Linked DNA regions of Mus musculus: regions 1, 3 and 4 are each linked to region 2. A link is a contact called in public promoter capture Hi-C data. All regions are on one chromosome and are shown on one strand. The core of a region is the stretch at or near the end of the contact, and the rest is flanking DNA. Distances in the headings are between cores, read along the strand shown.

Region 1 (7,345 bases), core at 1,039-3,538, 480 kb before region 2:
AGATGAGGAGTGTCTTTGGGTTTCTATTGCTGTGAACAATCACCATGACCACAGCTACTCTTATAAAGGAAAGCATTTAATTGGGGCTGGCTTATAGTTCCGAGGTTTAGTCCATTACAGCTGTCGTGGGAAGTGTGGTGCCATGCGGACATTGGTGCAAGGTGCTGGGGAAGGAGCTGAGAGTTCTACTTCTGGGTCCACAGGCAGCAGAGACAGTGTGCTGCTATGCCTGGTTTGAGCTTCTGAAACCTCTAAGTCCACCTCCCACCATAGTGACACATTTCCTCCAAACATCACATGATGCCACTCTTTATGAGTCCATGGGGGCCATTTTTATTCAGACCACCACAATGAGAAAACCCATAATGGAGAAGGGAAGGAGGAGTGTGATAAAAATGATAGAGCTATTTGAGTGATTGCCCTCCCTACAAAGCCTTTGCTGGGAACTCAGTATAAGTAGTGTCTCTGAATTACTATTATCACTACTTCATGTTTATCATTATTAGAGCATCTCAGATTCCCTAGAGGGCCTCTCTTATAGAAGCTTATCCCAGTTTTCAAGGAAACAGATGAGCACACACAGGAAGTTAGAGGTGGTTCTGTCTCCTCCTGTTGCCCTGCAGCAATCAAAGTCAGTATGTGCCAGGCCACATGGGCGGTCATGAACAACCATGGCAAACCCTCGTAGGACCCTCCCATTTTCCAGGAGTGTGTCTGCTCAAGGATCAAGATAGAATTCCCACTAATTGTTTAGTACTCAAGAGAGACAGTGAAAAAGTCAGGACAAACACAAGGTGTAGGTCTACAGTCTGCAAACTTAGTGGGCTTGGAACTGTGGGTTAGTGGGACAGAGAAAGTGGGTGGCTGGGAGAAGACACTGACCTAGGAGCAAGTACACCTATCATTTTCCAGGCCATGACGCTGTCCATTTCTCTACCCACCAGGTCATCCCTTCTGTTGTCATTGAGCCAGCCTCCAACCATGAAGGAGAAGGAGAACACCAAGAAACTGCTACGGGTACTGAACCGAGGGAGGCCGCTGAGGATGTGGCTGCCCAGGGCTCAGCGGGTGAGAAGCAGGAAGTGGCTACAGAGCCCACGCCTCTGGATTCTCAGGCAACTCTGCCTGCATCTGCAGGTGCTGTGGATGCCTCGCTGTCTGCAGGGGATGCCACTCAGGAACTGCCTCCTGGCTTTCTCTACAAGGTCTTTGTATTGTCACTTCAGGGTCATTGTCATTTGAGTTCTCTTTGCACCTTGTTCTGGTTTTCCAGTGTGTGGGTTCTGTTGTTGTTGTCTTCGTCGTCGTTTTGTGTATTTTTTTTTTTCAAATTTGCTTTCCCTTTACCCTGATTTTTTCCTGGGAAAATGACCCGAAGCCCGTGTTTTAGGCAAGCAAGATCTATGATAGTACTTTTCCATGCCTCCTTCAGAGCTGTGTCTGATTAGCCTGACTCAGACCAGGCCTTTCAAGTCACAGTATGTTTCGTAAGGAGTTGTCAACCAGGCAGGACACAAAGTCATTCAGTCCAAATGCAGAATGAGGGATCAACAAATAGTCCAAAACCAAGTGTCTAAAGGCACTATGGGCCTTCTGTGAAAAGGGAGAAAAAAAGCAAGCAAGCCTCCATCCCTGGGAAGAAAGATTTCCTGGCCAGGGACTAAAGCCTTCTTATCCCTCAATAAAACAACCATAGTAATTGCCCAGAAATGCCAGTTACAGCCAGCCCAGTGGTGTGGCAGATAAGGTCCCAAGAAGAAGCTGATTAGAAATTGTAAGCATTGTTTAACTTGATACTGTATTTCAAAACACAGCCCTTGTTTTGCTTGGTTGGTTCTTTGTTTTGCTGTCCTGATAGCAAAGTCAGTGCCTTGCGCATGCTAAGCAAACAAACACTCTGCTGCTTTGCTTCAAACCTTTGTACTTTTAAATTTAGAGACAGAGCCTTGCTCATTTTGATAGGCAGGTCCTCACCGCGTGACCTTCTGCTTTAGCCTCCCAGACATCTGGGCGATGGGCACAGACCACCGAGCCTGGATGCCTATTTTTCTTTTTAATGTATATAAAATTTGTGTTCATAAGAATGGGATTGAATATCTTTATCTATTTTCTTTGTCCCTTCTTTAGAAGGAAACTGCTACTTTGTACTGGAGGGCATGGGTATAATAAAGGGATTAATGTATGCAAAATATTTGAAAGTACAGGTTAATATTACGGCTACAAACCTGGTTAGTTGTTTAAGCAGTACACATAAAACCCAGGAAATTTGTGCTAGGCAAGGCCGGGGCACAAAGGGCCCATGCTTAGCCTGGCAGTCACTGCAGTGTGACCCAAGGTGCACTTCTCAACCCTTCCCTGGACTTCTGCTCTCATGAATTAATGTTTGAATAACAGTCAGTTATATCTCTAATAGTTTTTATTCTACACAGAAAATACATATTTTAAAAGTAGGCTGCTTCATTTTGAATGTGCAGGTGTTTGTAAGGAATCAACCCAGGAGAAATAAAACTGGCCAGGACTAGAGAGTCCCCATACTGACAGATGGGTATTACATGTTTTAGCCTTCCTGCTTTTCCCATAATGTAAATCTAAAAAAAAAAAAAAAAAAAAAAAAAATATTAAGTGCAAAGGAAAAGCAGGATGCTATGGGATAATTATTGTGATAAGATAGAAAAGGGTGAAAATGTAGTTTTAAAAAGCTATTTGTTTAATTAAATACTAATTCTTATATAGTATACAAGTGGTGGTTTGCCTGGTTTTTCATTACTTAACAAAATAGCTTTTTAGCTTAGCATGTTTAGCTCAACTTAAACAGTCATCAGTTACGATATATAGCTAATGAAAACTAACAAGCTAAAGTTTCAGCTATTGTGTCAATTTGAATTGAATTAATAAATATAGATACAAATGGCCTTGTACAAGTCAGTAAGAAGCAAGGGTGTTAAGCAAATAGAAAGTAACATTTCCAAGTGTTGTGAGGCTTTCTCATCCCCTTGGGGATTGTATTAACCTGGTTCATGATATTAAGTTTATATTATGATACAAAAATGCTGGATTCTAGGTCTTTCGAAAGACAAGTGCTCTATTTAGCCTACAGTGGGAAGGCAAAGGACACTGTCAGTGTCTCTGCTCTGGCTGCGTGCAGATGCTATCTCGTGAGAAGGAAAGGTCACATGACACAGAAAGCCAGAGTAAGGAAAATCTCCCTCTCCCGTTTTCTTCTTGGAGAATAACCAGGGCCCTTTGAGAAACCTGCTAATTCTTTTGAGGACATCACCTCAGTGGCCTGGCACTACAGTCCTTGTCTTGATGTTCTCCGTGCCTCTTACTACCCACTCCCACAAATGAATCTCTGCTGCAGACCACACCCCATCCATGGCAGGACTGCAATAAGTATCTTCATCTTGTGTACTCAGAGAAACTTCTAGCAATGTCTGTGTAATCTTATTCAGAAATATGATGTTCCCCTTTCCTTCCTTCCTTCCTTCCTTCCTTCCTTCCTTCCTTCCTTCCTTCCTTCCTTCCTTCCTTCCTTTCTTTGCTTCTTTCTTTTATTTTGGGCAGAGTCTCACTGTGTAGCCTACAGCCCTTGCTTGTCTGCAGCTCACTAGTTAGCTCAAGCTGGCTTGCAGTCATGGCTAGTGTCCTGCCTCAGACTCCTGGGTGCAGGGGTTACAGGTAGAGTCAACACACTCAGCCTCTCTAAAATTACCGGATTCCTTTTCACTATGTTGCAGGTGGAAACCCTGCATGATTTCGAGGCAGCGAACTCTGATGAACTTAACCTACAAAGGGGTGACGTGGTACTCGTGGTGCCTTCAGACTCAGAAGCCGACCAGGTAATGTAACGACTGGAGGGTGCGCTGGGCCGTATTGGATCTTTCCAGGGTCAGCTGGACAAGTGATTTCCTGAAGCATTTCTGTTTTCTTTTTTTTTTTTTTTTTTTGGTTTTTCGAGACAGGGTTTCTCTGTGTAGCCCTGGCTGTCCTGGCACTCACTTTGTAGACCAGGCTGGCCTCGAACTCAGAAATCCGCCTGCCTTTGCCTCCCGAGTGCTGGGATTAAAGGCGTGTGCCACCACGCCCGGCTTGCATTTCTGTTTTCTAACATGCTGCTACCCAACTCTAAAAAGACGCTAAGGACTTGCACATTCAGGACTCCATCCGCTGGTCTTTTGTATACCCATTTCGAATGCCCATTGACTGTCACTTTCTATACAATTAGATGAGATGACTTTTTCTTAAGATATCTTGCTGGGGATGCTGTACTTCTGACTTCAGGTTTTAGGAAATGTTGATGCTAGCAGGCATGAGCTAAACATCCTTTTCAGAAGGGACTGGCTCTGGTGTGGTAACCCATGGAAAGAACCTGGAAAACTTTAAAGGGGTGTAGAAATGTTTTGGATCTTGATGGGGATCACACCCATGTAGCCTTAGTGAAGCCTTATTAAACTTTACAATCAACAGCTCTGCCTTTATACGACACAGAATTTAAATTATACCTCAATTGGGAAACATATCTCTTATCAGAATGATTGGATAATAAGGTGCTAGGAACTCCAAGATTGTTCTTATTCACACTTTGGGAGCTCTTGAAATGGTATGGAAAGCCTGTGTCAACAAGCCTATGAGCATGTACTTTATAGAAAAGAGCTATCACTCCCATAGCAATTTTAAAGAAATAGATGTATAGGTTTTCCGCTAAAAATAAAGTTTAAATGCACAGCTTTCAAAGTTAACATTTCTATGCCACTACATTGCCCCTTCTTTTGGTAATAGATTTAGCAATATAAATCAGCTAATGGCTTAACACCCAGATGCTATGCCTTTATAAGTTAATTTTAAAAATAAAGCTCCAAATATTTTTTTAAAAAATTAAAGACAGATTTTTAAGTGATATATTTATCAAATAAATAATGAAGTGAAAAATATTTCATACTATAGCTGGAGAGAAGGCTCAACAATTAAGAACACTGGCTGCTCTTCCACAGACTCAAATTTGATTCCTGGAACACATATAGTGGCTCACAACTGTATCTCCAATATCAGGGAATCTAATACCCTCTTTTGGCCTGCAGAGATTGTGCACATATGGTGGATGCATAGGCATGCAGACAGGCATAACACCCTTATACATAATAATAAATAAATAAATGAAATTTGACATGTAATTCAATATAAAGTAAAAACAAGGAAATGATAAAAAGATAAATTTACAAATAAATGCAACCAATAGCACTCAATAGCCAAGAGTTATGGCCCATGTCTGTATCCCAGCACTCAGGAGACAGATACTGATAGGGTGGCTTAGCAGGTGGAGACTATTCTAAGCTACATAGAAAAATCCATTCTCAAAACATGTACACACAGAGAGATACATTGATACACACACACACACACAAAACCCAAAAAACAGAAAAATGCAAAACAAGCAAAACCCTACAATTAACAATAGTTAATAAGCCCTTAATTGATTCTTCGAATGGGCTAATAAAATTGTTATGTAATTATTAAACTTTTTGTGAGCAAAAACTGATAAAGCAGAGAGTGACAATATAGGCAGATCCAGAAACATCTCTGTTTAACTTAAAGTATTAACACTCTGTTTAAATAGTTACTTTTCTCATTGCTGTGACTTGAGGAGAAGCAACTCAAGCAAGGAGGGGCTTTTTGGGAATTGCAGCTCATGGTGGGTGGCAGAGAAGGTCTGACAGCAGGTGGCTCCATGGCAGTAGGCATGTCATCTGGGCCTCCTCGCTTCTTGGCAGACAAAGAGCAAAGAAAGAACATTTTGGGACTTCACCGGATTTCTCAATTTCCCTTTTTATTTAATTTAGATAACAACCATGGGACGGTGCTCTGTGCATTTGGGACAGGTTTTATGCCCTTAGTTAACACTTGCACTCATAGAAAAGTCCTAAAACATGTTTCATGAAATTTTCTAGGCATTTATTAATTAATCTAATCAAGTTGGCAATGGTAAGTAGCCATGGCAAGTATATTCCTTGTCAAATTGATAACCAAAACCATTGCAAAAGACAGTGTCTCACTCTTGATCCCTTTACCTCACAATGCAAATGCATTCAGTCGATTTCCAACATCCCCAAAGTCTGAACAATTCTAACATTGTTCAAAAGTCTCAGTTTGGACTCTCAACTGAGACTTGACAATCTCTTAACCATAAGGCCTATGAGATCAAATAATGAAGGAAGGAAGGAAGGAAGGAAGGAAGGAAGGAAGGAAGGAAGGAAGGAAAGAAGGAAGGAAGGAAGGAAGGAAGGAAGGAAGGAAGGAAGGAAGGAAGGAAGGAAGGAAGGAAAGAAGGAAGGAAGGAAGGAAGGAAGGAAAGAGAGAGAGAGGGAGAGAGAGAGAGACAGACAGACAGACAGACAGACAGAAAAAGAGGAAAGGAGGGAGGGAGGAAGGAAGGAAGGAAGGAAAGAGAGAGAGAGGGAGAGAGAGAGAGAGAGAGAGAGAGAGAGACAGACAGACAGACAGACAGACAGACAGAAAAAGAGGAAAGGAGGGAGGGAGGAAGGAACAAAGGAAGGAAGAAGGGAGGGAGGGAGGGAGGGAGAGAGAATGAAAGACAACTATATTCACACTCACATCCCCGGGAAGAAGGAATGGGAGAAGAGCAAAGAAATATTGTAGCACAGCTGGGTAGAATCCCATCAGACTCAGCACACAGTCCTGTGACCCCATGTGTGGCATCTCAGGATGTGGAGTTATCCTCGGTGCTCTAGTACACTTGGCTGCCCCCACGTCCTCCAGCATGACTTCCTCCAGCACCGTGCCCTCACCTTTCTGTAATCTTCAGAAATGTAAATGAATGGAGCTTTTCTTGGCAGGCATCTTTTGCCTTACCAACGTCCCATGAGATATTGCAACTTTGTCTTCACCTTCACAGCTGTCTGCATTGCCCTCCTAGAGCACCGTGCAGCAAATCTGACGCTGCTACACATTGGTAGACTTTGGCTTCTTGGAACCTGTCAGTTCACGGTGTAGCCCAACTCCCTTGAACCACAAGCACAGTAGGATCTTTGTGTCTCTGCAAAGCTGAATCTAAGAAACCATTAGGTGGTCCTTATTTGTCAGGATGCCCTGGATGCTATCTTCATTCAATTACAAGCTGGAGTCTAATGACCCCAACAATTCTCCTACTTCCCAGTAAAAAGTTCTGGGTCTTAACATTAATTATGCAAAACTTTTTAACAAACATAGCTGCTTTGCCTTTCTTTGTTATATTTATACCCATAACTGGTTCAAGCTTTTTGCCTTGGGTTATTGACATACCCCAGTCTGGATATTATGATGTCTTAAAATGCCCTCTGCCAAATAGCTT
Region 2 (6,710 bases), core at 3,795-6,294:
ACACTTCCAATGGTTTTTTGGTGAAACGGTGTTACCAAGCTTTGTTTTGTGCTGGGAGCTAGTGGTTCTTATTCATCACCAATCTTACCAGGACCATCGTATCTCCTCCTGGTGCAAATGCCATGAAGAGATGTCAGTGTGACTGCATGACACACACTGGACATTAGTGGAGGGCTGAGCCACCGAGACAGGTGGTGATCTTAAATTAGAAAGTAGGTCTTAAAGAGACCAGAAACAAGGTGACATTCTAAAAAAGTATGTCCTCTATCAACACAAAATGGAAAGCTAAATTGACTACCATTGGTTTGCTTGTGTGTGTGTATGTAAATGTGCACGCATTTGTGTTGAGCATGTGTGTGACAGATAGCATGCCCTCCCATTTTGCAATTTCTGTGGTCATTAAAAATAGGTTTTAAAAAAACCTAATAAACTGAGAAGAGAGAAGGATACGTAAAATTGGGATTTTAAGGTGGGAATGTATGTGCCCCAGCGTCTATTCTAAGGTGGCAGTATATGTATCTAACAGATGTTTTAAGGAGAAAGTATATGTGTTCTAATGGGAGTTTTAACTAGTTTTTCAAAAGAGAAAATCCTCAAGATGGAAACAAACATGGTCAGATTGTAATAGGGTAATGAGCTGGGAGGAGCTTTTAAAAATCATTTCCCATGCCTTTTACAGTGTTGTACTTAGAGCCACATGTCAGAAGAGAGAGAGTGAACCGACTCTAAGTTGTCCTCTGGCCTCCACACAGGCAACACACACACACACACACACACACACACACACACAGAGACACACACACACTGTGATTTAAAATGTTTTCATTGTAAACAAAAATTTTAGAGAATATTGTGTTTGTCCCTTCTACACAAAAAACACGCCCTAGACTGCAGGGGACTCCAGGTGCCAGAAGCCTGACTCAGCAGTTAAGACATGAGGCTAACTTGGACTTAGAATGCCTGGCTTTTCCATCTTGCCCTTGGAGAGTCCTTTCTTTGCCTGCCTCTACCTCAGTGGTCAGACCAAGCGGATCCCAAGGCCCCCTATAACTTAATTGGGGATCGGGAGGGGCCGGGAGCTGCTGGGGGTCTAGCTGGAGTAGCAAGCCCCCGCCCGAGCTGGCGTTCCCCTGGCCGCCGTCTTGCCCTTCCAAGCTGCCTACCTCTTGCAGGGGATCAGCGCTTTCCTCTCGTCCAGCACCCGCACGCGCTGGTTGAGACCATCGTAGGACACCAGGGCGCGGTTGTTGTGCCCGCTGCTCTGCTGGTACAGAACCTGGCGTCCCTCCCACTGCTGGGGTGCCTGGCATGGCTGTGGGGTTCCCAGGGAGCCCGCCATCCCCAGGCCGCACAGCACCCAGACCCAGAGGCTTCCCAGCAGCCAGGTCCCCCGAGGCCCCTGGACCAGGCGGCGGGGAGCGCGCGCGGGCATCGTGATCTGCCGCCCCAGGGTCAGCCGAGCTCCAGAGAGAGCCGAGGCCCTGCGTTGGACTAGTCGCGTGAGCCTTCTCTGCGCCCTGGCGAAAGGTGTGCTCCGGGACCCAGTTCAGGCCTCTCTCGATTTTCCGTTCCACAGGCTCCTGGCTTGGGGGCTCCGGACACCGGGACACCGGCCTGGGAAAGCCGCGTGAATCGCCCCAGCTCTTTCTGCTCTGGCGGAGGCTTACCAAAGCTTGTTTTTCCTGCTCTCTGCTGCCAACAGGAAACGCAGCGGCAGTGATGCCACTAGCATCCTAAAGGGCATCGCACTTAAAGGGTTTGGGATGGAAGGGGTAATTCTCTGAGAAGGGACTCCTTTCTCCAAGAACTGCAACCCCCCTCAAGGAGGACAGGAGCAGAGCAGAGGTGTGGCACATTCTCTGGCTGCTGTAATTTGTTTCTTGGTAAAATCGTGACTTTTTTTTTTTTTTTTTTTTTTTTACAAATTAAAAGTGTTACAATGGTCCCTTCCTGAAGAAATGACACTAAATTTCTGTGGTGTTCGTTGTGCAGTTTCCAATCTCAGGCCTGAGTCTCAATTCAGTGAGATTCCTCTCTCCTACACGTCAAAGCTTCAAGTCCAGAGGTTTGTGTTTTTAGAGGTTTACTTTAGTGTATGTGTGTGTGTGTGTGTGTGTGTGTGTGTGTGTTTAAGTAATGGTAGGATTAATAATAATATAGAAACAAGATGAGATGAGGCAATTTTTTAAAGACCCTTGCTTTACAATGTTATTTACATTTCCACTTAATACCTACTATGAAGAAGAGTGAGCCAAGAGGAAATGGTTTGGGGCATTTCTGAGTGAGGTCAAAAGAACTCCAGGATTGGAGCCCAAGCAAGTATCTGTAAGACAATCAGGAGCCTGATCATTTAGGGCCTTAAAAGCTGTTGAGTGTTTTGTTGTTGATATCGAGGACTGTGAGAGCCACAAGCCCACAAAAAGCCAGGGACAACCCTCATAAGCGATGTATATTAGAAAGCTCACTCGGCTAGCACAGGAAGAAAATGCAGTGTCAGACAGAGTGGCAGGGTATCAGGGCAGAAGCTGCTACACTACAAGCCAGCTGTAGAGTAGCTGAGTGACAGCAATGGGGATGGGTAGGGTGGAATGGAGCTTGAAATTACAAAGAAAGATTGAAGTTGGAGGCAGGGGGTTCTGATTTGGGTAAATGAGAGGAAGGAAGGAAAGAAGGAAAGAAGGAAGGAAGGAAGGAAGGAAGGAAGGAAGGAAGGAAGGAAGGAAGGAAGGAAGGAAAATTGTAGTTCAGCCAGTTAGCTTTGAGATGACTGGGGAATATCTAGGTAGAGACAACCAAAGACAGTTCTGCATGGCTTGAGCATGCAGTGCCCAAGTCTTAGATTCGGAAGCCACAGGCATAGAAAGGGTCACTGAAGAGAATTTGAGATGGATGGATGGATGGATGGATGATTCTTGCCACCCCCCTCCCAGGGATATTTGACAAGGAACTCTCCAACCTACGTTTCAAAAGTCCTGAGAATGAGGAAACTTGGAGTTGACGGGAGAGGGAAGACTGAGGTGAAAGCTAGGGTCAAAATCCTGAGAGCAGCAGGCATGTAGGAGGGGAGAAAGGAAGAATAGGGAGCCCAAATGGGAGTCACCCCAGAGAAGCACCCAACTAGAGGACAATGGCTTTAGTGCTAAAGCTGCAAGCCTTTTGGGAGGGCAGGAAGAGGAAGGACAATTGACAAGAATTTTCGGACAAGTCCCTCTGCTCTGTATAACATTATGAAAAACAGGGACAGACTGACTATCGGTGGGCCTGATAGGTAGAGTTCCACATTGAAGGTAGCTTCCTTAGGCTGAGTGTGAACTTGGAGTGAGCGCAACAATGAGCTCTACCCCTCTGTCCCAAATTCCTGTCTTAATAGTTTCCTTCTTTTAGTTCTTTTCTTGTTTTCATTTAGTGTTGGGAGGAACCTAGGGTCTCATCTATACTGGGTTGGAGAAAGAGGTGGGAAGTTTTTATCCCTCTGTCTGTCTCTGTCTCTGTCCTTCTGTCTTTCTATACCCCCTCTCTTCTCATTAGAAAGTTAATCTAATGATCTTTTTTGCTCAGTGTGTGTGGTGCGGGGAGGGGGGCGGTAGACTAGGTTTGGGATTTCACTACCAGAAAAGGCATGAGGTGCCTTTTGGCCACCCCCTTCTGCTTGATATTTTCCTATGGCATTTGGCATCTTTGGGACTTGAGACCTATTCAGTAGGAAAGCAGAATGCCTTTATGGATTGCTCGGGATGAATAGGTACTTTACACAGATCTAAATAGTATCTGATCTCATAGGATCATTAATGTCTTCATAGTGTTTGTCTCTATACCTTACACAATAAGGATGACAAATGCAGTTGTGGTTTTTTTGTTTGTTTGTTTTTTGCTGTTTTTGTTTTGCACAGCTGTTTTAATCCTCAGTCAGATTCACACCTAAGCTAACTTGTGGGCCTCAGCGTTGGAGGGAGAGGCAAAAGAACTTCCTTTAACCCAGGTTTCAAGCTCAACCATACCTTTAAAGATTAACACTCAGAGAACATGTTTTCTTATTGTCAACGATGAGAGCAAGTTTACATCGGAAGTCTTGCTTTCTGATTGGCAGGCATTTGGTGTAAACTTGCAACAGTAACAGCTCTTTTCTGTGAACCAGCATTGATTTTCATGTCTCTTTCTAAAGCAAAGAAGAGGAAAGTAAACATGCACGCTCGCTTTCCAAAGCTAGTGAGTTCTTAGTCAAGTAAAATAACGGGCAATTTAGCAAAGATCACGCTGGTGGATTGGGAAAATCTTTCAGCATGCAGCATCTCAAGTTATCTTTGTTTTCTTCTGTTTTCCAGTCATGTTGGGCTCAGAAATTAGTATTTTAGAGAAAGTAGCGAATAGAGAAACTCCTCCAACACAGAGATGCTCTTGCACCCCTGGGCAGTTCCAAGTTCCTGGAGCAGTCACAAACCAAATGCCTGGTAAAAATCTGAGCCAGAACTAAGTCTAGTGGCCACAAAACAACATCAGTAGCAACAATAGCAAACTCCGCACAACTCAGGGTGGTCTAGGGAAGGCTTATATAAACTGCCAGTGCTAGTTCCAACACCTACTGTGCTAGGCTTTCCCTGATCCACACTGCCCTCATAGCTGAGGCACCTCTCTCGCCCCCTATGGGAAAGGAAAAACAAGTGTTTCGAAATGAAAGGGCAACAACAGGGTCACGTTGCTCCAGTTGCTCCAACTCTGAACTTAGGGAAACTTTAAGGCCGACTTAGCAAAGTCTCCCCTGCACAGGCTTTTATCCAGAGTCCCAAATGGCTGAAAGCAAGATGCTCCTTTTCTTGATCTGAAGAAAAAAGACTAGCTGACGAAAAAAAGGATGGACTTTGGGGGGAAATGCAGAACTATGGCCCTTGGCTGTGGAGCGGCCGAGATGATGTCATCGCTTCTGCAGGAGAGGCTGGGGGTGGAGCAGCGGAGTGGGAGCCGGCTTTGCTCTCGCCGCTGCCAAGGCTGCTGAGCCCACGTCAGGGGACGCGTCTGGATAAATAGGGTTCCACAATGGCCGTGGCCCGCTGCGCTCCGAGCTGCGGGACTCGAGACTGGAGCTTCCCGCGGGGGTCGTTGCTCTGGAGGCTGAGTGCTGGCGCTGCCAGTGCCGGTGCGCCCAGGGGTGATCGACGGCCAACCCCCCAGAACTCCTCATCAGTGCAGACTGGAGCTCCAGCAGGAAAGCTCACTCCACTGCCCCTAGGTAAAGAGATAAGGAGGTCAACGGGGCTGGAAGAAAAGGGTCCTCCCAGCAGAGACTGCAGCCCAGGAGGACAGTGCCATGCTCCGCTCCATCCTGGTGGCGTTATGCCTGTGGCTGCGCCTGGCGCTGGGAGTTCGCGGAGCGCCCTGCGAAGCTGTGCGCATCCCCATGTGCAGGCACATGCCCTGGAACATCACCCGGATGCCCAACCACCTGCACCACAGCACTCAGGAGAACGCCATCCTGGCCATCGAACAGTATGAAGAGCTAGTGGACGTGAACTGCAGCTCTGTGCTGCGCTTCTTCCTTTGTGCCATGTACGCACCCATCTGTACCCTGGAGTTCCTGCACGATCCCATCAAGCCCTGCAAGTCTGTGTGCCAGCGCGCACGTGACGACTGCGAGCCCCTCATGAAGATGTATAACCACAGCTGGCCAGAGAGCCTGGCCTGCGATGAGCTGCCGGTCTATGACCGTGGAGTTTGTATCTCTCCAGAGGCAATAGTCACTGACCTTCCAGAAGGTAAGAGAAGAGGAGGTATCAAGGAGGCCAAGAGATTCTAGGGAACAAACACACTCGCATGAGAAGCAGATGGTGTCTGCTTAGAGCCCACCAGCTCCTGTCCCAGCCTTGGGGGAGGTGAAGGGCCCAGAAGTTTATCTCTCAGGGATTTCTCAGGGGAGAGAAACAGCTCCCTGAAGGACATGGAGAATAAGGTTGTTGGAGAATAACCCATTTAAGTGTCTAATATAAGGTAAATAAAGGAAACAATAGCTTAAGCAAAGAAAGCTGGTGCTTGAGACAGTCCCAGCACGTGGTGGCTAATATGTTCTCATTCCATGCTGACCGGGAGTTCTTTCTCGAAGAGCAATAATAGCTCCGGCTTCCCACCCGGCGGCGTAAAGTTTGTAAATGTAGTCGCCCTGGTTAAACTCCACTCTGTGCCTATGTTGTGGTCACTGAGCAGAGCCCTGTGGCATGTTGGTTAATCTGATCCTGTGTCACTTCCTCCGTTATTTTCTTTTATGCTGTTTTACTGTTACTGTTGGAAGGGACACTACGAATTCATTTCTTGAAATGAAACCTGAGAACATTATTGCATTATTTTATTGAGGCTTCCCCTAAGTCAGATCATCCTCTATTTAAAGAGGCTGCGCCTAGGATATGAGTTAAAGGGGGTGGGCGTGATTTATCAACCTTGCTTTAAACGGTTCTCTTATTTGGAATACTAGAAAAAAAGTTCACATTAGACAACTGCTTCAACTTTGTTAAGCCTGGAAGTTATGCTTAGTACTGTTGACAATGCAGCTGTGGGCTGTTCCTGCACTGCAGTGGGAGGTAGCAGCGTGGAAACAGGCTGGTGGTTCTAACAGAAGACTTGGAACAGCAGTGTCAGGGTGCTCAGGGAAGGGGCGAGGAGACTGCTCCAGGTTAGTGTCATGGATGTTCATTTGCATCAGATTCTGCTTGAGTCAGCAAATTCTT
Region 3 (7,218 bases), core at 4,368-6,867, 460 kb before region 2:
TTCAGTCTCAACTCCACACTTTATCTCTGTAACTCCTTCTGTGGGTGTTTTGTTTACCCCTTCTAAGATGGATAAAGGTATTCACACTGTGGTCTTCCTTTCTCTTGAGTTTCATGTGGTTTGTGAATTGTATCTTGGGTATTCCAAGCTTCTGGGCTTCTGGGCTAATATCCACTTATCAGTGAGTTCAACATCCTTAGTCATCAGGGAAATGCAAATCAAAACAACCCTGAGATACCACCTCACACCAGTCAGAGTGGCTAAGATAAAAAACTCAGGTGACAGCAAATGCTGGTGAGGATGTGGAGAAAGAGGTACACTCCTCCATTGCTGGTGGGATTACAAGCTGGTACAACCACTCTGGAAATCAATTTGATGGTTCCTCAGAAAGTTGGACATAGTACTACCTGAGGACCCAGAAATACCACCCCTAGGCATAAACTCAGAAGATGTTTCAACTTTGTAACAAGGACACATGCTCCACTATGTTCATAGCAGCCTTATTTATAATAGCCAGAAGCTGGAAAGAACCCAGATGCCCCTCAACAGAGGAATGGATACAGAAAATGTGGTACATTTACACAATGGAGTACTACTCAGCTATTAAAAACAATGAATTTATGAAATTCATAGGCAAATGGATGGATCTGGAGTATATCATCGTGAGTGAAGTAACCCTATCACAAAAGAACACACATGATATTTTGTGGAATCTTAAGTTGCGTGTGGTTGACTTAAACTCAGTGTCAAAGCCAGGCAGGCCTTGGAATTAACATCCTCCTACCTCAGCCTCCCAAATAGCTGGACCCTCAGGTGTGCCCCCTTCCCCCCCGCCTTATCATTAAGTCTTGACACTTAGACCACCCGTAAACCTCAGCCACAGAGAGTGGACGCAGCTCACAGACTGAGACCAGGGAGAAAGGAATTGTTCTTTTTTCTTTGTAGAAAACACGACTTTCTCCTTTCTCAGGGAAAGTCTGTATCCAGTAGCTATCAAGGACCACTTAGGTGACCCTGACCACTGCACACTCATCTTGGGGATTTGTCTCCTTTCTCTTTTCTAAGATGTTTGAAGCAACCTGGAACGGTAACAGTTAAGAGCACTGGATTTGGGCAATGACCAGAGATTTTCATAGCTCAGTCGTATGAACATGAGAGAAATGATAAAGACTTGCTTTTAGAAGACAAGATCTTACTCGTCATAGGCAACCTCCATGTCCAGTTACAGGATGCTGTGAGTCTCAGCTGAGACTCTTAAAACTGGATCATTAAAGTGTTTAAAATGGTAAACAAGGTTGAATTCCCAAGACGGTGCCAACACATGACCCATTCTGAATATCCCAAGCGAGTTCCACATTTTTCGTGAGAGATCTTCTTGTTCAGTTTCTAGGCAGGCTTGAACCAAACACTAGTAAGAGTCAGCGTGCCTCAGCTTCTCCAGTTGTGTCTGTGTATATTCGTGGGTGGGTCTGAGTATGTCCACAGGCATTCGGGTTACCACCGCAAAGCTCAAGAGTCTGATCTTTCCTTGGGCCAGTTTGAGCATTGCCGTTCTATTGGTCTAAACCAAGTCTGCAGGGATTGTCTACCTTAAGCAGAGACCAGGCTAGGTAGCTAGACCACCATTTATCCAGACATTCCATTTTCTTAACAATCCTACTCACTGTCTAATCAAGAGGATAAAAGCAATATACATTATTGTTGAATCAAAATTAAAATTAAAACTATTCCCCTTTTCATCTCAACACACCTTTTTCCTCAGTGTATGGACCATCAATTCAAACCAGAGTCACAAAATACTAAATTTAGAAGAAAACCAACTCATCAGCCACTTCTCTCACTTTTGAAGTTCGCAAAGTAGAGATTGCAAAGGGGACTGTCTCAACTGAGCCCATGGCATGCACCAAGGGAGGATTGGGACCTGCCTTGCTTCTCAGCCTTTTCCAGTCCTTACTGAGGTCTGCTGTAGAACTTGCCATTTTCTGGAACCTCAAAATAACAACGCAGTGTGTTGCTATACTGATCATGGCCAGAAGAGGGCGATAGAAAACAGTGGAAAAATAAAGGAAACTATCTTTTAAGGAGGAAGCATTCAGTTGAAGACTTAGTAAAATCACCATCCCGTTTCCTTGTTTGAAATGTGACATTCTAGCAAAGATAATAAATTCTGAGTCATAACCTGCCAAGTAGTTTGCTCAGAGCACAGGCTCAGTGAACCAAGTGGCTCCTTCAAATTCTTTTTTGTTTTTAATGTTTTAAATTTGGTGTGTGTGCGTGTGTGTGTACCCGTGTGCACGCGCGCGTGTGATATGCATGTGATGACTTTGTGAGTTTGTATGCCTGTGCATGTTTGTGTGTGAGAGCATGGACACATGCTTGCCACAATGTGCGGCAAGTCAATGACAACCTTGAGTGTTGATCCTTCCACCTTGTTTGAGAAGTCCCTTTGTTGCTCCCCTTCGCGTACACCAGGCAAACCGGCCTCCAAGCGTTTGAAGACTCCGTCTCTGCCTCCGCTCTTGCTGTGTCAGAGCTGAAGTTTTGGGTACAACACATGCTGCACCCGGCTTCACTGGGGTGCTGAGGATCAAACTCATGTGTGGCGAGCGATTTACCACCGAGTCATCTCTCCCGGCCCCCTTTCAAGTTCTTAGTGTACTCTCTGAGAGCTATAGGACATAAATGACTTCCTTCATTTTTCTAAGCTGGAATTTCATCAGAAAAAATTGAAACAAGTGGTACATACCCTACTCTTCGTAGGAAAAGGATAAATATGTCCTACGAGGTGTTTGTTATCATTTAATACATCAAGAATTAACTTTTTAAAAAGCTCCATTAACGATTGAAGTGCTGGGGAAAATGTCTTCCATGTTTTTCTGTCCCCATAGTTTGCTAAATGACAGGAAAACACCCTGCATCCTTTAGTGACATCTGAGTGTGATTCTTTTAGCTTCTGAACTTTTCTTCACATTATTCCCTTTCACTGTCTACTCTGGGATAGATGTTTTGTCTACACAAAGTTCCTGACGTGGCAGTGGCTTCTGCTGGGGACTTTCCGGGCTTGTTTAGTCCACGCCTCCTCGTGTCTAAAGTGACCTTAAGCAGGTAAGGCTTCCTAAATTCCAATTCTCCTGCCCGTCAAATGCAGTTTTTATCTCCCTTGAAGAATTATTATTAAGATTAAAAGGTTATAAAATTTTAAATTGCCCTTAAAACTAACCTATCTATTTCCCCACTAATGTGTTGTTGCAGTTCTCTGCACATCACAGTGGGACACACGAGGAAAAAGTTATTATTGCCTGTGACAGTGACCTTCCCAAAGACACACTTGGCTTGACTGGTCATCCCGCCCTTTTCAACGCTAAGCTGTTCAAAGTTGTAGGTTCCCAGCCAGGTGCTCTAAAGGTGCCCTCCCAGGAGTTTCATCTTGAGAAGTCCCTCTGCCCACTGTACTGTGTGCATGGATCATACTTCGGTTGTGCTTTCTAGATGAGCCCCTCAGGCTGGCTGTGTAGTGTGACAGACAGTCGTGTACCTGAGGCAGGGTTTGATCAGAACTGATGGCTTTTTTTGCTGGATCCAACATGACCTTCGAAGGACAAAATGACAGGGTTCCTGTCCCTGCGACGGGGCCAGTGGATGTCAGCCTCCAAGAGTGTTGATGGCTGCCCTGGGCCTAAGGTTTGATTGTATAATAATGTACACATTTCACACTATGTCCATATTACACATTTCATAGGAATGACCTCTCTGTTAATGTTAATGACTACATGATAATCTGCAAAAAGGTGTGGTTAATGTCTCAGCAAATAATGGTATATACTGGGACCTTCAGGACAGCCCTTAAGGCTGTGGAAAAGAACTCTAAAAACATGAATTCAAAAATATATAATTTATCAATTATGCAAAGAATAAGGATGCAATATGAACTATATGAGGGGCTTCATGAATCTAAAGGAGCAAAGGCAGCCACAGTAATGAGCCTGCTTCTCAGAAAGATACAAAGCCAGGCAGATTCCTGCGTTCAGGGTCAGCCTAGGACACAGCACAGTTAGGCTCAGGTGTGGTAGAAATGGTAATTTCAGGACAAGGTCCCACGCAGCTAGCTCACCATCTGTGCTTACCAGGCAAGCAAACCTCTGAATTCTTTTGCAATGTTTAAAGAGAATATGTGCTTACTGTCTCCGAGGAATTAAGGGGCTGGGATCACGAGATGCTGATTCATGGGATACTGAAGTAAATAACGGGACTGATACGTAAAGTAAAAAGACTGGGCTTATGGCCTGCAGGAGACGAGCTATCCAGAGAATATTTTAGGATAGCAAGAGAGACCTGATTAGAGAACTGTCTCAAGCAGAACACAGAGAGAAAGTCTGGAGGTCTCCAGAGAAATCAGATCAGAGGGAAAGAAAGCAGAACAAAGAGAAAGAGAGCTGGAAAGCTATCTCCAGCAGAACATAGGCTGCCAGATTGGACACAAGTCCTTCCCTCCCCCCTCCCCACCGCTGTTCCCAGACAGCCCTTCCTCAGAACTGCCCCCACCCCCCCCCCCGGGCCAGGCTGACGCCGGTCCTTGGAAGCTTCCTGACATCTTCATGCACATATGTGTCCAGGATACACTCAGTTTCCCTGGACATGGCGCCTAGCCCAGACTCCCAACATTGGTGAGAGATACTTCTGCAGCCTGAGAACCTGCAGGTTGTAAGAGCTGCACAGGCACATGGACATGGACAAGCATCGTCTGTTTACCTCCTCGGAGCCCTGTCTCCTCTGCTATTAACTCCTGATTCAGCCTTCTAGGTCAGTAATGGTTTTAGAGTCACTGTTGCTGTCCATGACCTATCCCAGGCTGGCAGGATAAAAAGTCTATTAATGCTAGTTTCTTTTAATCTTCTATAGTGATAACACACAATTTAGCTCCACTGACACCCTTATAATCTCCTAATATAATCCTAAAGTATATTTTGATGGCACCCCCCTCCCCCCTGTACAAACATACTAAATGTCTGTGATGTTTCAGACTCCGTGGTGAGTGCTCTTAATCCTGATGTATTGTGGTCCCAGGAGATAGCTACAAACATTAATGGCCTCACTGTGCCTAAAACATAATACAGGGAGATCAGACACCTACTTACAAGTCAGGAAACCATGGGGAATGCAGTAATTATAATAAATCATGGTAAATAGACTAATTTCTGTACCATTGCTAGGGAGCATCTCATAGGGGTTGAAATAGAAATAGGAAATTGATGCGTTTGCTATAACCTGCACTTGTTGCAATTCTATAATGACAGGGATTCGGGTCTGTTGATATATGGCCTGCACAATTACCGGGAAAGGCAGAAGACATCTATTTTGAAGCCATATCTATTTCCTTAAGCCAGACTTGAACCAAAAGGAGGTCAGGGTCACCATTTAACGGTCTGCTGGTGGTCCGGTCTGAATCCCTGTAAAATAATCACAAGCAAAATGTATACTCAGCAAGCCAATTAGATGCACAGAAAACCTCGGTGCCTACAGGCAGCATCAGTCAACAGAAAGGGCCCAATTCTGCACAGCACCACTAAAAAATACCCATTGCACAGCCAATGCTTCAAACGCTGAAAGAACAGAATTACAATTGCCACATCCTGCCACACTCTCCTGACTTCTAAACAACCAGCAACCACTTCCTCAACCGTCTAGACATTCGGTCAGTAAAGTGGCTCCATAACCAGCAAGATGCAAGGAGGGTTTTCAGCCCATCAGTTCTAAAGGACAGACTGTTACACTACAGAAATAAGCATTTATTTCTCATTAGCAAAACCGTGTTAATGGTAATGGCTTTTATTTCGTTTAATAAAGATGTGCTTAGCCGGGCGTGGTGGTGCACACCTTTAATCCCAGCACTTGGGAGGCAGAGGCAGGCGGATTTCTGAGTCCAAGGCCAGTCTGGTCTACAGAGTGAGTTTCAGGACAGCCAGGGCTATACAGAGAAACCCTGTCTTGAAAAAACCAAAAATAAAATAAAATAAAATAAAATAAAATAAAATAAAAGATGTGCTTAAGCCTAGTTATACAAACTGAAAATTCACAGACCAAAATGACAATTTCTGTTGCACCAATTTAGAAGAAGTCTTGAATCTGAAGATTCTGAAGAAGGAAGAGTTGACAAGAAGGAAAGTAGAAGCCAATGCAGTTGGCATCTATGCCTTTGGCATGATCTCAGTGGTCTGAGGGCTTCTTTGATCTCAGGTAACTAGATGCTCTAGTTTTGTCTTGTACACTGGTGTCCCAGTCTCAGAGTGGCTCATTTCTAACTGTTAGAAGTTTTAGTGAGAAATATTTTTTTGAATATTTCAGTGTAAATGCTAGAAGCAAGCATGACTACAGGATTGTTATTACTTCCAGGTGCTCCACCCCACCCTGTTGATAGCTAAAAATAAGTATTGAAAGAAATTTAATGTAAATTATATTTTATATATTTTACTAAAATAGCTATATTTAGTATTTGTATTTTTAATTTCCCCTTTTTCTTTCTTCTTTCCAAACACTCCCTTATGCCTCCTCCTTTCTCTCTCAAATGTATGACCTCTTTTCTAATTGACCATTGTGTATACACATATATTCCTAAATGTAATCTACTAAATCTATATAATGCTACCTATATGTCCATTTTCAGGAATGGCTATTTGGTGCTGGATAACCATTAGTGAGTTCTTCCCCAACTCTCAGATTCCTTAGTTGCCTAAAACAGTTGTGTAGGATTGAGGCCTCTTGCTGCTGTCCTTCTTCAGCTCCTCGAGATAAGACTTTATGGGAGTGGCTTCTGAAATTTCTAAGAGACACAATCTTTCCATTCTTCTGGCTCTGACAATCTTCCCACTCCCTCTTCTACACTGATCCCTGAGCCATAGATATGTACTATTTTCTATATGTATTCACTGGGATAGACTCGATTATCCTGCAGTTTGACTGGTTATGGCTTTCCATATTGTTCTCTGTTGCAAAGAGACATTTCCTTGATGAGAGGTGGAGACTGCATTTATCTGTGGGTATAAAGACAAGTAATTATAATATGTTTAGGGATTATGCTGGTTTAGTGAAATGGTAATTGTGCTTCTCCTCCAAGATACAGGACTTCACTACCTCTGTGTAGCTGGCTGCATTTCTAGTACCTGGCATGATTTCTCTCTTGTTGAGTGGGTCTTAAGTCCAATTAAAGTTGTTGGCACCACC
Region 4 (6,574 bases), core at 4,026-6,525, 320 kb before region 2:
GAGTGGGTGTGTAGGGGAGTGGGGGTGGGTGGGTATGGGGGACTTTTGGTATAGCATTGGAAATGTAAATGAGCTAAATACCTAATAAAAAATGGAAAAAAAAATTCTCACTGAAAATACTAGGTTTCAGTTGGAGGAGTAGTTCAAATCAAGTTTGGTTCCATGGTGTATTGAATTAAGGTATTGAAAATTGGTGTTATTTTTCTAAGACCCATCCTTTCAGCATTAGAAATTGTGTTAATAAAAACTACTTAACTGACTATTTTTTATTTTATTTCAAGTAATCAGTGTGGTGAAAATGGGCTGTCAGGTTTTTTAATTTAGCAATATTTTCAATTGATTATTCTAACTCCATGAAGTATTCCTAATGAACAACTAATTTCTCCTCATTCAGGACATTTGCAGACATCATGAAATCTCAGAATCTGGTGTTTCTATTCCCTTGAGTATGTACCAAATGACAGGATGCTAGCTCTACAGGTACTCATAATTTACGCACCTGATGTTCCAGTTTCACTAATCAATTGAGGCTGTCTCTGCTACACATTTCTCACAAAAGGGCCATATTTCCTATTTGAGCATATTTGTAGGGACGTGCTCTGAATTTTCAATAAGACTGAGAGAAGACTAGCCTTGTCTTCTCCTCTTTGTCCTTTACTCAATTTTTTTCCAGGCCAGTGTAATGTCAGAGGATATAGGCTAACTAAATTTTATTGATAGTTACATGTGGCTTTAATTCACTCCATTGATACTAGTAATGTGTATATAATCTTCATACCTCAATCTTTGAAACCCGGTTCCAAATGCTTTGAAGGGGTGCTGGTATCTATATCAGAAAACCCATGCTAACTTCAGGATCTGAAACCTACTTAACTGCAGCCAGGTGCTTTCTGGGCAGCACTACAGGAAGCATAGGAGAAGAGCTTGGCCATCTGCTTTAGTTTTTCTAGCTCCTCCTTCAACTTTGGATAATGTTCCCATGCTCCCAGCATGTAGAGTTGGAACATACAGAGCCAATCATCATAGGCAGAGTCCTGTCTTACTGTCCCATCAGAACATCTTTGTTTTGCTTAAGAAATACAGTTTTAATTGTTATAATTTCTATTTATCTAGAAAGTATTTAGAGCCTAAGTGTGAAGAGAAAAGTGCTTAACATAGAAGTTTCCATATGATGATTCAAGTATATAATCCATTTTGTATCAGTTTAAATACTTTCTTATAGTTCTGAATAGTAGAACCTATTAGTGAAGATTTTTAAAATCCAATGATAAAATGGCTGGTTAAATTCCTTCCATTCCTAGAAACCTCATTACTTAGAAACTGTATTCTCTTGGAAACCACTTTGTGGTCAAGGGAATGACAGTCATAATCAAGCAGAACTTAGAGCAAATCCTACCTATCAAATCACTTCATTTATCAAAGTCTCAAGCTTTTCATTGTAAAGGTGAGATGCTCACAATGCACACCTTAATCAGCTTGATTATCAGATTAAATGATAGGTTAAGATAGATTTGCCACAGAAGCTTTACTTGAGGATCAACAGTATCATTACTAAAATCATGAAGCATTTGCAATGATGTAACTTCATACTGGACAGATCCTTGACAGAACACTCTGCATAACTGACTATAAATAGACTAAACCTTTTGATGATTTCATTTGTTTAGCTAATAACAGGAAACATGCAGAGTCAGAAAAATCTATTGTCCCTTGGAGAGTGTATTTTGATTCTGTCAATGTCTGAGTATGGTTATATAATATATATTTGGTACTTTACAGCTTTTGTAAGTTAAGGCATAGGAAAGAATACTGCAGATAGGCAAGGGGATTTCCAATGGCAGAAAAAATGGTGACATCTGCTCATTGATGGCTTTGTTAGTGGGCTAATGAATTTCTTCATGGTCATATCTCATGTGTGTTTGCCACACCCCCACTCATAGTCCTGACCTGTGGTACTCAGATCACACCATGGTCTATTTCTGTGTGGTGAAGCTCAGTTTTTCCTGATAATGAGTAACTGTTAATCTTGTTTTTACTTGGACTGAGAAGATTTCTTAATGTATTTAGTAACACTTTCATGGTAAGTGAAATGCCCTTTTAAAGAACTGAATTTTTGGATTTGAGCCTCAAATTTCTTTGATACATCTTTCAAAACATTCTTTAACTCTTATGTTTTTAAACTTTTGACCATGCGCTGTTTATGGTTTTATAACATAATAAGTTCAATATATCAAATGATTGGTTATATTTGTCTTGGTATAATTAATTTGGCCCAACGTATTAGAAATATGAAAGGGGCATGAAGAGATATCAAGGATCATGAAAAATGTTTCCCTTTTACATTGTTTTGAGTGTAAAATGTCTTTCTATGGTGTGTCCTGCTGTTTCCTAGATATTGTACCTTGGAAAACAAAAGTCCCAGGAAAGCATTGCTATCAATTTCCTGCATATTTAGTCGTGTCAATTAAAAGGAACTAGTTCACTTCACTCCAGTCAGAATGGCTAAGATCAAAAATTCAGGTGACAGCAGATGCTGGCGAGGATGTGGAGAAAGAGGAACACTCCTGCATTGTTGGTGGAATTGCAAGCTTGTACAACTACGCTGGAAATCAGTCTGGCGGTTCCTCAGAAAATTGGACATAGTACTACCCGAGGATCCAGCAATACCTCTCCTGGGCATACATATATCCAGAAGATGCCCCAACTGGTAAGAAGGACACATGCTCCACTATGTTCATAGCAGCCTTATTTATACTAGCCAGAAGCTGGAAAGAACCCAGATGCCCCTCAACAGGGGAATGGATACAGAAAATGTGGTACATTTACACAATGGAGTACTACTCAGCTATTAAAAAGAATGAATTTATGAAATTCCTAGGCAAATGGATGGACCTGGAGGGCATCATCCTGAGTGAGGTAACCCAATCACAAAGGAACTCGCGCAATATGTACTCACTGATAAGTGGATATTAGCCCAGAAACTTAGAATACCCAAGATATAAGATACAATTTGCTAAACGCATGAAATTCAAGAAGAACAAAGACCAAAGTGTGGACACTTTGCACCTTCTTAGAAATGGGAACAAAACACCCATGGAAGGAGTTACGAAGACAAAATTTGGAGCTGTGACGAAAGGATGGACCATCTAGTGATTGCCATATGCAGGGATCCATCCAATAATCAGCTTCCAAACGCTGTCACCATTGCATACACTAGCAAGATTTTGCTGAAAGGACCTAGATATAGCTGTCTCTTGTGAGACTATGCCGGGGCCTAGCAAACACAGAAGTGGATGATCACAGTCAGCTATTGGATGGATCACACGGCCCCCAATGGAGGAGCTAGAGAAATTACCCAAGGAACTAAAGGGAACTGCAACCCTATAGGTGGAACAACAATATGAACTAACCAGTACCCCGGAGCTCTTGTCTCTAGCTGCATATGTATCAAAAGATGGCCTAGTCGGCCATCACTGCAAAGAGAGGCCCATTGGACTTGCAAACTTTATATGCCCCAGTACAGGGGAACCCCAGGGCCAAAAAGGGGGAGTGGGAGGGTAGGGGATTGGGGGTGGGGTGGGTATGGAGGACTTTTGGGATAGCATTGAAAATGTAAACGAGGAAAATACCTAATAAAAAATATATTAAAAAAATAAAAATAAGTAAAAAATAAATAAAAAAATAAAAGGAACTAGTTTACATCATGAAAGGTATACATTTTTCCAAAGGTGAATATTCACCTTCTGCTTCCCAGAGAAGTAGACCAGGAGTCCCTTGTCACTGTCTGTGTTGTCCTAGGACAGGTAACTGCACATAGCAGCGAGTGATGCTGATAGTTTGGGTGGAAACAGTTTCTATACAGATCCAGTCCTGCATCTGTGCAGCTCTGAGAGTATGCCTACCTCAGCAGTGCCATTGGAGGCTAGCAGGGAGACTGAGGTGAAGCCAAGGGTTTTCATGCTAAGAAATGATGGAGGGAACTCTCCCCAATGTTTGTTCTCGGGACAGGACCTTAGGCATTAGATGGTTCAAACTCTGATAATTTCCTGTCTCAGTAATAAAGGTCCATGTACTCTGAACCATCAGCTAGGGTTAAGAAAGGCTTTATCACAACGATTTAAGCTGAGTTGACAGCTTGTTCCCTAAAATTATGGAAAGACAGTAGATGAAGCCAGTTCTCTGAATAAGCATCCAACCCAGTGTAGAAGTTAGTCCTAATTACAGACAGGATTATCACAGTATCTGATTCAAATGTGTCATGTTTTAATACACTGAAAACTTGGCTCAAATGTTCCATTTATACTAATAGTTATTTTGGAACTGGAAAAATAAGGCCAAGTGCCCAATGCCTACTTTGTACCTAGCCTGTGCAACAAAGCTTAGGGATATTTTGTCTCTGTGTTCATATTTCTGAACATTTATTTTCTGATGCTAGTCTGTTGTGTACTTGTAATTCTGTTAATATTTTCAGTTAAGCCTTTCTCAGAGGACTCTGATACCATTTTCCTCCTGGGGTGGATGCTCCTCAGTGAATGGCAAGTAGCACAGCTGTCCTTGGTTATCTATTTCTGTGACATCCTATAGCACATTGCTCTTGCTCACTTCATTCTCCTATGCTACTTTGTTCAGGACACAGCTTTGTTCCTTTTTTAAATCCACTTAGAAAATGAAGCAAAAGCTACTTGAACACTTATATCAAGTGCTAGAGAAAAAACTTCTGATGGAATGATAACATGATACGGGGACACATCTCTCCTTTTCTGTTCCTTTCTTGGGTCCAGTGTCTACGCAGCTCCGGGAAGCAGATTCCATGCTCAGCTGAGCATGATGAGAAGCAACCATAGCAAGCCCAGTGTCTGTCATCACAGATGCTGTTTCGGGACCACTTCCAGTACAGGAGGTTTTCTGTCTAATAGCTGTGGTCTTTCGAAAGCGAGCAAAAACTGGCTGTGGTTTAACTGCGCCTATGTAGTCTTCTAACGCCTTAGCAACATTTTGTGCTGCCCCAAACAGAGGAGGTTTGACTTTAACCATTTTCCAGGAAGCAACTACATAGACAGAGAAGATAACCAAAAGGAGCTTGAGAAAGTAAAACTGAGTTGAGCCACAGCAAAGCCTTTCTATCTCTCTGTCCCCAGCACTTGCTGAGGCTTTGGGCTGCCAGGTGGACTCCAGCAGGAAGATGCTATGAGGCTTTACACCACAAGAGACATGTCTGCTGCAATTGACCAATGATATCAGCCACACAAGACTCCTGCCTATTGTCAGTTCCCAGCCAGTCATGGCATCTGTTTCCTAGTGCTGACATAGCCATGAATCTGTTTAGAGGCCAGGAACAGGGCCTGGAGAGGTCGAGCCAGTTCAGGAGCATAAGGAAGTAGATCTAAATTCAATTTCATCTTTTTTAATACTAAGAATTTCTCTGTGTGTGTGCATGTATGTATGTATGTATGTATGTATGTATATATGTATGTATGTATGGCCTAAATGCTGCACATTCTCTCAGTCCTTCCTCACAGCACCTCTTTCCCTCCCTCCCTTCTCCTCTGAGAAGGTGAGACCTCCTTAGGTATCCCCCAACCCTGGTGCATCAAGTCTCTGCAGGACTGGGATACATCCTCTCGCTTGAAGCTCAGTCAAGGCAACCCTGTTGGGGAATGGATACTACAGTCAGGCTGTAGCTTTAGGGGAGAGTCTCTGCTCTAGTTACTGGGGGACCCACATGAAGACTGAACTGCATGTCTGCTGCATATGTGCCAGCCCATGTATGCACTTTTGTTGGTGGCTCATTCTCTGAGAGGTCCCAGGTGTCTAGCTTAGTTGACTTTGTTAGTCTTTGTATAGTGTTCCTATCCCCTTTAGGGCCTTCAATCCTTCCCCCAAGTCTTCCATAAGAGTCCCCAAAGTCCATCCAATGTTTGGCTGTTCGTATCTGCATCTGTCAGCTGCTAGGTAGAGCCTCTCAGAGGGCAGCCACGCTAGACTCCTGTCAGCAAGCATAATGGAGTATCATTAGTAGTGTCAGAGCTTGGCGCTTGCCCATGTGATGGGTCTCAAGAAGGGCTTGATTTTGGTTGGCTTTCCTCCAGTCTCTGCTCCATCCTTGTCCGTCCGTATATTTCTTTTTTAACAGGACAAATTTTGTGTTGAAAATCTTGTGAGTGGGCTTGTGTCCTTATCCCTCAACTGGGGATCTTACCTTGCTACAGAAGGTGGCCTCTTCAGGTTCCATGTTCTCACTGCTAGGCATCTTTGGTAAGGTCACCTGCATTTTCTCCTGGGAACCTCCCCCATCCCAGGTCTCTGGGACTTCCTAGATTTTCTCTCCCCCCCCCCCCAACCCCTAGCAGATGTAGATTTCCATTCATTCTCCTGATCTTCTGGGCCTCTCTCTTGTCTCTCCCAACATCTGATCCTGCCTCCCCTTTCCTGTTCCCTTCCCCTCTCCCACTCAGGTCCCTCTGCTATTACACCTTTCTCTGCTACACTTTCAAAATAAATGATTTCCTTGTTTTTAATAGGTGTATAGTATTCCATTATGTAAATGAACCACACTCTCTGTATCCATTATTTG

The links. Promoter capture Hi-C pulls out the DNA fragments that hold promoters and counts their contacts.
Region 1: a promoter capture Hi-C map of liver shows a contact between it and region 2, with 2.2 times the contacts expected there. The contact joins the enhancer-like site here to the promoter of Sfrp4 in region 2. A contact is called at or near these places in 5 of 39 promoter capture datasets (the C10 cell line, cranial neural crest, hematopoietic stem and progenitor cells and 2 more), 1 of 484 Hi-C or Micro-C datasets (DN3 thymocytes), 1 of 115 datasets of contacts at active chromatin or transcription factors (embryonic stem cells) and 2 of 9 other capture datasets (adipose tissue and liver).
Region 3: a contact with region 2 is called in a promoter capture Hi-C map of pre-B cells, with 4 times the contacts expected there. The contact joins the enhancer-like site here to the promoter of Sfrp4 in region 2. A contact is called at or near these places in 11 of 39 promoter capture datasets (the C10 cell line, Sertoli cells, cranial neural crest and 7 more), 33 of 484 Hi-C or Micro-C datasets (B cells, the Ba/F3 cell line, the G1E-ER4 cell line and 25 more), 14 of 115 datasets of contacts at active chromatin or transcription factors (the 230-238 cell line, T-cell acute lymphoblastic leukemia, astrocytes and 6 more) and 2 of 9 other capture datasets (adipose tissue and liver).
Region 4: a contact with region 2 is called in a promoter capture Hi-C map of pre-B cells, with 3 times the contacts expected there. The contact joins the enhancer-like site here to the promoter of Sfrp4 in region 2. A contact is called at or near these places in 5 of 39 promoter capture datasets (3T3-L1-derived adipocytes, the C10 cell line, the HPC-7 cell line and 2 more), 2 of 115 datasets of contacts at active chromatin or transcription factors (the 230-238 cell line and neural tube) and 1 of 9 other capture datasets (liver).

The regions. Positions count from the first base shown.
Region 1 is chr13:19,138,228-19,145,572 of GRCm38.p6, forward strand. Amph (amphiphysin) reads left to right here. Exons shown (of 21, transcript NM_175007.2): 19 at 945-1,205; 20 at 3,738-3,839. Gm31887 (a long non-coding RNA gene) reads right to left here. Exons shown (of 4, transcript XR_873150.3): 4 at 7,333-7,345. Among named protein-coding and RNA genes, the nearest start is that of Gm31887, 52 kb to the right of the region's middle. Within about 2 kb of position 2,289, at least 41 of the 459 cell types and tissues checked have an H3K27ac peak or open chromatin away from gene starts, as enhancers often do. A contact at or near this core is called in DN3 thymocytes and liver, where this site is marked.
Region 2 is chr13:19,618,131-19,624,840 of GRCm38.p6, forward strand. It overlaps Sfrp4 (secreted frizzled-related protein 4), which reads left to right and starts at 5,045. Exons shown (of 6, transcript NM_016687.3): 1 at 5,045-5,747. The coding sequence starts at 5,303. It overlaps Epdr1 (ependymin related protein 1 (zebrafish)), which reads right to left and starts at 1,700. Exons shown (of 3, transcript NM_134065.4): 1 at 1,164-1,700. The coding sequence starts at 1,432.
Region 3 is chr13:19,156,679-19,163,896 of GRCm38.p6, forward strand. The region is part of intron 3 of Gm31887 (a long non-coding RNA gene); the gene reads right to left. Among named protein-coding and RNA genes, the nearest start is that of Gm31887, 33 kb to the right of the region's middle. Within about 2 kb of position 5,618, at least 29 of the 459 cell types and tissues checked have an H3K27ac peak or open chromatin away from gene starts, as enhancers often do. A contact at or near this core is called in the 230-238 cell line, cerebellar granule neurons, cerebellum and 1 more, where this site is marked.
Region 4 is chr13:19,295,601-19,302,174 of GRCm38.p6, forward strand. It overlaps Tcrg. Among named protein-coding and RNA genes, the nearest start is that of Stard3nl, 97 kb to the right of the region's middle. RefSeq lists an enhancer at 4,901-5,208. Within about 2 kb of position 5,276, at least 31 of the 459 cell types and tissues checked have an H3K27ac peak or open chromatin away from gene starts, as enhancers often do. A contact at or near this core is called in the 230-238 cell line and pre-B cells, where this site is marked.